Linked DNA regions of Mus musculus: regions 2 and 3 are each linked to region 1. A link is a contact called in public promoter capture Hi-C data. All regions are on one chromosome and are shown on one strand. Each heading gives the region's core, a stretch centred on a gene start, on an enhancer-like site or on the middle of the called end of the contact. The rest is flanking DNA. Distances are from core to core; before and after follow the strand shown. Region 1 holds the start of Kat2b (K(lysine) acetyltransferase 2B). Region 2 holds the start of Khsrp (KH-type splicing regulatory protein). Region 3 holds the start of Dazl (deleted in azoospermia-like).

Evidence for each region. Promoter capture Hi-C pulls out the DNA fragments that hold promoters and counts their contacts.
Region 2: a promoter capture Hi-C map of pre-B cells shows a contact between it and region 1. The contact joins the promoter of Khsrp here to the promoter of Kat2b in region 1. A contact is called at or near these places in 1 of 39 promoter capture datasets (pre-B cells) and 1 of 484 Hi-C or Micro-C datasets (uterus).
Region 3: a promoter capture Hi-C map of pre-B cells shows a contact between it and region 1. The contact joins the promoter of Dazl here to the promoter of Kat2b in region 1. A contact is called at or near these places in 2 of 39 promoter capture datasets (cranial neural crest and pre-B cells).

What each region holds. Positions count from the first base shown.
Region 1 is chr17:53,565,554-53,568,410 of GRCm38.p6, forward strand. Kat2b (K(lysine) acetyltransferase 2B) reads left to right here and starts at 1,418. Exons shown (of 18, transcript NM_020005.4): 1 at 1,418-2,025. The coding sequence starts at 1,777.
Region 2 is chr17:57,030,064-57,032,920 of GRCm38.p6, forward strand. It overlaps Khsrp (KH-type splicing regulatory protein), which reads right to left and starts at 1,444. Exons shown (of 18, transcript NM_010613.3): 1 at 1,085-1,444. The coding sequence starts at 1,336. It overlaps Slc25a41 (solute carrier family 25, member 41), which reads right to left. Exons shown (of 7, transcript NM_175333.3): 7 at 2,709-2,857.
Region 3 is chr17:50,292,163-50,295,019 of GRCm38.p6, forward strand. Dazl (deleted in azoospermia-like) reads right to left here and starts at 1,458. Exons shown (of 11, transcript NM_010021.5): 1 at 1,245-1,458. The coding sequence starts at 1,247.

The DNA of each region.
Region 1 (2,857 bases), core at 168-2,667:
AGTGAGTTGCAGGACAGCCAGGGCTACACAGAGAAACCCTGTCTTGAGCCCTCCCACCCCCAACAAAACAAAACAAAAAACCCCTGAGCTTTTTTTTTTTTTTTTTTTTTTTTTTTTCCCCAGACAGGATTTCTCTGTGTAGCCCTGGCTGTCCTGCAACTCACTTTGTAGACCAGGCTGACCTCGAACTCAGAAATCCACTTGCCTCTGCCTCCCAAATGCCAGGATTAAAGACATGCTGAGTTCTTTTTTTTTTTTTTTCCTTGTTTCTTTATATACAAGGTTTCACTGTGTAGCCCTAGCTGACCTGGAACTCCTAACAGTAGACCAGAATTCCTCAAACTCACAGAGCCTGGCCAGTCTCTGCTTCTGCAGTTCTGGGGTCAAAGGTGAAGACCACCGCTCCTGGCCTGTTTTTTAATTAATTTAATTAATTTTTGAGGCAAGAGTCTTACTCTATTGAGCTTCCACACTAGGCTAAGGTCAAGCCTAGGTAAGGACTTCAGTTAGATGTAGCCTAGTAAGGCTGCAGTTTCACAGCAGGTGTCACTCCTTTGAGAAGAGACTTCTTTCTCTCTTGGCATTGCATTACTCTGCGTTAAAAGGACACAGAATCTGGCGAAACACATCTTGAGACATAAAATGCAACTTTAAGCATGACTGGTAAGAGTATTTGCAAGGGAAAGCCCATCCCATATGGCTGGAGTTCAGCAGGAGCTACCAAGCTTGCTAGACAACCAATCACAAATTCATTACGACCATTGTCCCACATTGTGACTATGCTTGCTCCGCAGAATTAGGGCACTTGCCAACGGTGCTGACCGGCAATGCAGGGCTATTCAAATCGCTTTAGGAAGGTTGACCCATGTGAAAAAATGAAACAATCTCTTCCTACCATCAGAGCCAGGGACAATAGTTTTGATTTTGAAGTTTAAGTCAAAATCGGAATCACTTTCCTGGACGCTGTCTTTCTGGTTAACTTGAAAACAATAGACACACTAGCAGCTGAAAGTAGCCAACCTCGAGTGAACCCCGTAGGCGGACTAATTTCAAACTTTTTCCATGCGTTTAGTTTTCATTTCGCCGACATGTAATGTTCTCAAACGAACAAGTATTATGTGATACACACACACACACACACACACACACACACACACACACCACACACACACACCATTGAGTCATCTCCCTCCCTCTCTGGTCATATTCGGTTCAGAAACTACCAGGAGAAGACGATGGGGAAGAATTGTTTAAAAAAAAAAAGTTTAACTCAAAGTCAAAAAAAAAAAAAAAAAAAAAAGGAACCCTTCACGCCATGATTTTGGTGAATTAGCAACAAAGAGGAGGATTGGCCGCTGACGGGTACTTCTGGAAAACATTTTTTTTTCCTCTGGCTCCCGCTAGGGTGGAGGAAGTTGGGTCTCGGCGCGGGAGGGTGTCAGGCCCAGGGACGCCAGCAGCGCAGGGCGGCAGGTGCCTGGGCTGCAGCGGCCCGGTCTCGCGGGTCGCCGGTCACCTACGGGCCCTGGCGCTCCCGGCGGGCGGCTACGCTCGCAGCAGCATGCCGGAGGCCCAGGGGAGCAGAGCGCGGCCAAGGCGCTCGGGCCCGCTAGCGTCCTAGCCGCCTGGGGAGGCGCGGGGGCCTGCGATCGCTGGCGGCCGAGTGCGGCGGGGGCGGGGAGGGCGCAGGGCGGCGGCCGGGGGGGGGGGAGGGTCTCGGCTCCGCCACCAGCGCCCGCGGGGACCCTGGCAGCTGCGGGTGACAGTCGGGGCGGCATGGCCGAGGCTGGCGGGGCCGGGTCCCCAGCACTGCCTCCCGCGCCCCCGCACGGTTCCCCCCGGACCCTGGCCACCGCTGCCGGGAGCTCTGCTTCCTGCGGGCCAGCGACCGCGGTGGCCGCGGCGGGCACGGCCGAGGGACCGGGAGGAGGCGGCTCGGCCCGGATCGCCGTGAAGAAGGCGCAGTTGCGCTCTGCTCCGCGGGCGAAGAAGCTGGAGAAACTCGGCGTGTACTCCGCCTGCAAGGTACCCGCTGGGATGAGCACAATCGCGGGGTCACGGGCGGGCTCGGACCCCCCCTCCCCTCCCCCACCCACTCCCAGCTTCCCGCCGGCACCGCGGAAGTGCTGCGTTCTGTGCGCGCGCTCTGCCGCTGCGGCTTGCACAGCATCTCACTGGGACAGGGGTAGGGGGTCTTCTAGATCTGCCGGTGTCCCTCTTCTGGGAAGGATGAGTCTTGGCTTCGGAGCGCTCGGCACTGGGGCTTTTTCTGCTCTGTAGGAGCTCGCGGGAGTCCTTTCACAGGGAGTGTAACTGTGCTTGGTGTGGCAGATCTGTCGGGGTTGGGAAGCAGCTTTTTTGGGGTTGGGGGCATCTTAGCGTGTGTCTCCCCGCGCTCGCCCTCCCCACTGAGCCCCGCTAGGAGGAGCTGGGTTGTGGAGCACCCAGAAGTGTCCTGGAATCCTGGCGCTCTACGGGAGCGAAGGGGCGGAGCGCGGGGTGGGAGGTGGGCACTGCCCCAAGCCCCTGTCCTTTGGCGCCTGGCGGCCTCGGCCGTGCGGCGACAACCCTGTCATTATTGTTATTATTTATTTAGCGAAAGCGGGATCCTGGCCGCTTAGGGTGTAAACAGGGTCTGGCAGGGTGACAGCCCAGGCGGCGAGCGCGTCTGCTCAGTTTGAAGACAGCTTTCTTGCCATTCTCCCTCTTTGGGGACTTTAGGCACCCAGGGCATCCAGCTGTAGAGCACTTGTAGGGGGCTCAGCATCTCCAGGCTGCAGGGGAGAGCGACTCTGCACTGTAGACTGCGGCTTTGTTTTGACTGGGTGACAGCAGAAGTGGGCGGGGACTTGGCCTT
Region 2 (2,857 bases), core at 194-2,693, 3.5 Mb after region 1:
AAAAAGCAGGATCCCGTGTCCACCTTCCCCACCTCATCCCAAAGCCCAGGCTCTCTAACAAAGGGTCGGTCCTCTCTTCATCAGAAAGAACTCTCCCAACCCCTTACCAAATCCCTTCCTAGGGAAGGTACAGAAATGGGCCAGGGGACCTGTTTTGACTTGAAAATAGGAGTAATGGTGTGTAAAGCAAGATCCTCTAAAAGGGAGTTGAATTTCTGGGCGGGTGCAAATGTGTGCTAAGATGGGTCCCCCCCACTTTCTAAGTATACGGCCAAGCTCAGTCCCTGTGCAAACCTAGGACTCCGTCTTGGGAACTAATATATTCTGAACCCTCAGGTCTCTGAATAGCGGTCTCCTACCATCCTGCGATGCAACTTTACAAACCCTGAGAAGCCCTTGGGGACCCTAAGACTCCAAGGGTTCAAAGAGGGGTCTCACAGCATCTCTGACCCCATCCTTCATGAACTCAGGAATTGCTCTTACAGATCTGCCTCAGTTTCTAGAACCCCATGGGTCCTAAGGGGGTGCCTAAGTGAAAACCCAGGAGTGATTCTTGGGGACATCCTCATAACATTCAAGCTCAGGCCTTTGGAAAACTAGGAGACCTCTCCAAATCACAAACAGTCTTGGACTTTAGAGTGGTCCTCAGAATGCAAACCCTATATCTTGAATGGAAATAACGGGTGCAAGCTCGGGGGGTGGCTCTTGGGGACACTGTCCCAGACTGCAACCTTTATGGGTCCTAGAGGAATCCTCTAGTACACCCAGGAAAAAAATCGTGGGAACTCCAAAGCTGCAACCCTCCTAATAGAGAAGACCTGGTGCAAGTACAGGGGTGGGTCTCAGGGACCCCAAAGGCTGCAAGCCCTGGTACCCAAGAGAAACCGTCCAGTGCAAAGTCTAGTTTTCGGAGATCCCCCCTTCAACGCACCCTTAACTACACGCACGCAGAGGGTCACCCTCACACCGTGACGGCCCCAGACTCCCCGCCCCGAGCCCGCCGCCCACGTGACCCTCCCGCGACCCCGCGCGCGCCGCTGCCCCCTCCCCCGCGCGCGCGCACGCGCCCTCGCGGCCCCCTCACCTGGCGGGCCCGCTGCACGGCGTCGGCGAAGGCGTCCTTGCGGATCCCAGGGCCGCCGCCACCGGGAGGCTGTGAGGGGCCCCCGGACGCGCCTCCTCCACCCGGGCCGCCGCCGCCAGGGCCTCCGCCGCCCCGGTCTCCCGCGCCCGGCGGGCCCGGCGGAGGGCCTCCTCCCGCACCCGCGGCTCCCCCTCCGCCGCCAGCGGGAGGCGGCGGGCCGGGCGGGGGACCTCCGGTGTTGTAGTCCGACATGGCGCGGCGGGGACGGGCTTGGTGCGGAGGCTTCAAGCTGAGGAGGCGGAGGCGGCGGCGGCTCAACGCGGGAACAAGGCCTCGCTCCACACGGCCGCGGAGCACGATGGGAAGCCAGCGGCTGGGAAGGCGACGGGGAGGGGGGGTCGCGGAGGGGGAAGAGGGGCACCTCCTCCCGCCACCGGCTTGACGGACGCCGAGGAACAGCCAGTAGTATACGGCTACCACTCTACGCCCGCCAATCGTGGGCCGTAAATCCGGGCGACCAGTCAGAGCTTCGGAAGATGCAGGGGGCGGGAGGCGCGGTGTGACTGACGAAGATAGGACTCAATAAGCCCAGGGCTGCTGGCGCTGGGCGGGCAATTGGAAGTCACGCGAGAAGTCAGGAGGCCCAATGAAGCGCGAGTTCCACCTTCTCGGGGCGGCTCTAGGATGAGAGTGACGGCTCTGATCAGTCACGTGGCCTTGAGGGCGGAGCCTATGAAAATTCTCTGGGATGAGCTGGGCGGGCGCTCGGCAAGATAGTCGTCAACACCAGCTAATGAATACACTTAGGAGGCGGTGCTTGCTAAGATTGGCAGTCATTTGATCCAGTCCCCGAAGCATTTTGGAGGATGCGCTTGGATTTGGACGTGACTTTTCTCAGAATCCTTGTCCTCTGACTTCTGAGCCAATGGCTGAGCGACAAGGGCAAGCGTTCAATGATTGACCCCTCTGTGGACAAATAGCAGTAACAGAAGTAATAGTGCCCGCTTGCTGAGAGCCAGTGAAAGCGCATCTGCATTGGGGTGGAACCCGCTACCAGGCGGCAGGAGCGGATTAGTGGGAGCAGAAGTGAGTGGCAGAGGACGTGGGAGGTAGTGCTCAGCAGCCGGAACTATGGGCAGGACCTTAAGTCAGCGCCCCAGTAGCCTGGCTTGGGGAGGCCTTGCCCGTGGCCTGCCCGAAGCCTTGGGGGGTGGGGGGAGTGGTGGCCCGAAATTGGGTGAAGATTTTCCCTCAAAGGACCTTCACTTCCAAGACTCATGACACCAACTCCTCAAACTTCAAGCCTATTCCCAACCTCGACCCAGGCCCCCCACAGGGGTCCAAGTCTCCTGCTCCCAACCCTGGACTAAGAAGGAACCCCAAGTTCCCACAGGAGTCCAAACTTCCAGTTGCCACCCTGGGCCCAGAAGTCCCAGGTCCATTTACCGGAGTTCAAGACCCCTAGAGCTCCTAGCCTGGACCCCAAAATCTCAGGTCCTCCTGATCCCCAAGTCGTCAGGGTGGGGGTTGAACTTAGGATCTCATAAATGCTAGGCAAGCACCCTAGACGATACACCCCATCTCCCAGCTCCCACCCAGAACCAGCTAATCTCAGACACAGACGTCCAAAACTATCTTTATTCATTGTCTGCATCTTCTCTTGAACAAGCCTGCAAAAACCCGGCTGGAATCCCAACTCAGAATCCCAATTGGAGGACTCCCAGCGCTTTTCTAATCCGAGTCCTGGGTGGTTTTTGCAAACCAAAATGGCCT
Region 3 (2,857 bases), core at 208-2,707, 3.3 Mb before region 1:
CTCTGAATTAGCTATGAGAAATATTAGAATACCAGCAATGAGCCAGCACACAAAAATTTGCCTATTTTGTACAGTACCATACTTCATTGTATTGGAAAATCCACATATCAAATATAGCTAGAAGCTGAGAATAGTTATTAAAGATTTCAGGATTCACATTTTTGAAATGTAATTAAATCACTATGCTAAGCAAATTCCCATGTATGCTACAAATACTGGCCAATAGATAAAAATCTGCAGTTATCAAATGTTTAACCCTAATGTAGTGAGAAAACGGTCCAATATTGTGCGATTTAAATTATTGTGATAGACAAGTACCTATTTCACATTATAAATGCTTAATTTGAATTCCAACTTAAGTTAACATCGGTCATAAGTAGTATAAATTTCTTCCTTTACCTCTAAAATGGAAAAAAATTTTAAACGAACATGCAACATCTAACGGATTTGTGATTAAATGGCTATCAACGTTTGTTTTCAGTAGCCCAAGCTAGCCTGGCAACGCCTCAGTCAGTCTGCTGGCGGCGGCAGCGGCGATTACAGCAGAGCTGTCCGGTCCCGCTTTCCCCGACCCCCGCCCGGCTCAGGCCTCTGGCTCCTCCCCCAGCCCACGCAAGCCAAGCTCCCGCAAAGCCGCCTCCACCCCACCCACAGTCACCAGGCGACAGGGCCCGCCCTCAGCCTCCCGATAACCACGCCCTCCGGGTCCTTTCCACGCCGCGGCCAAGCCGCCAGGCCGCAGGACCCGGCGCGGCCAGCCTAGGCGCCACCTGGCGGAGGCGCCCGCGCTGCGGCGCTCCGACCCGGAAGCCCGGGCGCTCGTGCGGAGGAGCTGGGCCGCGGGGTGGGGGCTGGGCCGCGGCAGGCCTCGCCTAAGGCCTGCTCCTACGGGCACCGCGGCCCAAAGGCGGGAAAGAGCCGTCACGTGACGCCCAGGCCGTGCACGTGGCCCACCCCGGGGCTGCCCGAGGTCCCCAGGGCTGCCCGCCATCTCCCCGCAACCCCTCAGTGCTGGTGTAGGCCGCAAAGGCAGCAAGGCCGCCACTCTTGTCCTCCAGGCCTCACCCTGGGGGCTGTCCGGTGGGGGAGGAACCCAGAACCGGAAATATGAAAGGACCCTCTTTATGCCCTCTCCCCACTTCTCTGTGCTACACCAGAAAAGGCCGATTTTTAAACCTCCGCGTAAGGAATCGCGGCCTCCGGCTGGTCTTGCACTGCCACCCCGGGGCCTGCCCTCGACTCACCATGATGGCGGCCAGAGTTCGGGTGGTAAAACCTCGAAGGTGGAGCAGAAGCCACGCGACGGGGCAGCTACGTGAGGTGGCTGCCTAGCCGGCCAACGGGCAAAAAAAAGCCGAGGCGGTGGTGGAAAGAGAGCCCACGGCCACGGAGACAGCGGAGTCCCGAAGCGAGCGTGCTGAGGGTCGCCGAGTCACTGAGGCGTGGGCTGCGCGCCCCGGGGGGATGACTGTGCGTGGCTGGCCTCGTGACGTGCTACAGCCAATAGGCGGCAGCGCTAGGGCCTCGCAAGGGGGGCCAGGGGACCCACGTCGCCCACGGAGTGCGTGAGGGGTGCGCATGGAGCATGCGCGACATCTACGTAAGGGTCTCGGCTGCCGAGCAGGCCCGAGCCTCACTGACAGACAGATGGACCGACTCCTGCCACTCCCTAGCCCCCCCAGGACCGTGTCCGAAGCCCCTGTGAAATAAGTCCTGGGCAGGACGGTGCTCAGAGTTCTGTCAGGAAAGCATTTATTCAAGTCATTACCTCAAAAATGGCACCTCGAAGGCATGGCGTTATCCCGTCAGCAAAGCTTGGCGGCCGAATTTAAAATTTACAAAATGCCCGCAGAAATAGAAATTAATAACGGGCGGCACGACTAGAGAGCAGGCCTTGCCTGGCCGGGCCCCTTCACCCTCTTTTTCAGCCACATTGAGAAGGTTGAGTCCGGGTGCATGTGGAAGGCGCACCTCATGCCTCACGGGCCGGCCCGTCAGCCATCAGGACTTAGTTTTTTTCTTCCGTTTTTTTTCTCCCCCCCCCCCGCCCCTTCAAATAAATGCCCGAATTATCCGGTACAAAGGACACAGCAGTGACCAGACCACACGAGAGAATATCCCTCCCTTCGTGGAATTTAGGTTGCAGTGTGAGCGTTTCTCTTGTAGGCTTTACAGAAACAAGCTAGGCCAGCTGAGAGAATTCTAGAACATTCTCAAGGCCAGAGAAACGGGGCCTACCTACCTACAGCAGAGCCGAGCTGTAGGGTGCTTGGTGGAGATAACCTTACGGCAGAACCACCTAGTACTTATACCGTCCTGACTACCTTTTGTACAGATGATAAGTATTACAGCTTTTTTTTTTTTTAAAGCTGGCAAAACAGCTTAAGATTGCCACTAACCATGCAGCAATGATGGAGAAAATAGTATTAAAATAATAAATAAAAATAAAACAAATAAGGGTAGATTGCACCTATTTGAAAGGGGGGAAATTCCAAAATTCTGAAACTAAAATTAAGCTCGAAACTACAGCGGTGAAGATCCGATTCTCCACTGGCCTTCGGTAGGTGGCTACATGGTGGTGTGAACAGTCTAACAAAGGGCCTGGACTGTCCTCATTTTAGTGTAGAGAAGAAAAAAACCCACTACAGACAGCTGGAATGGTTGGTTAATGAGCAGCGGAGAGATGGCTCTAAACTCTGTAGCTCCAGGCCTTCCTGCGTTGGCTGGATGGGGAAAGCTGAAGCGGTGCAGCCCGATTTGGAGCTGAGCACCTTGCAGCACACCGGTGTTCTGGCAAGGCATCATCCTGAGGAAAAGCACGGACGTGAGGGGACGGGGAGCACCGTGCAGACTAGAG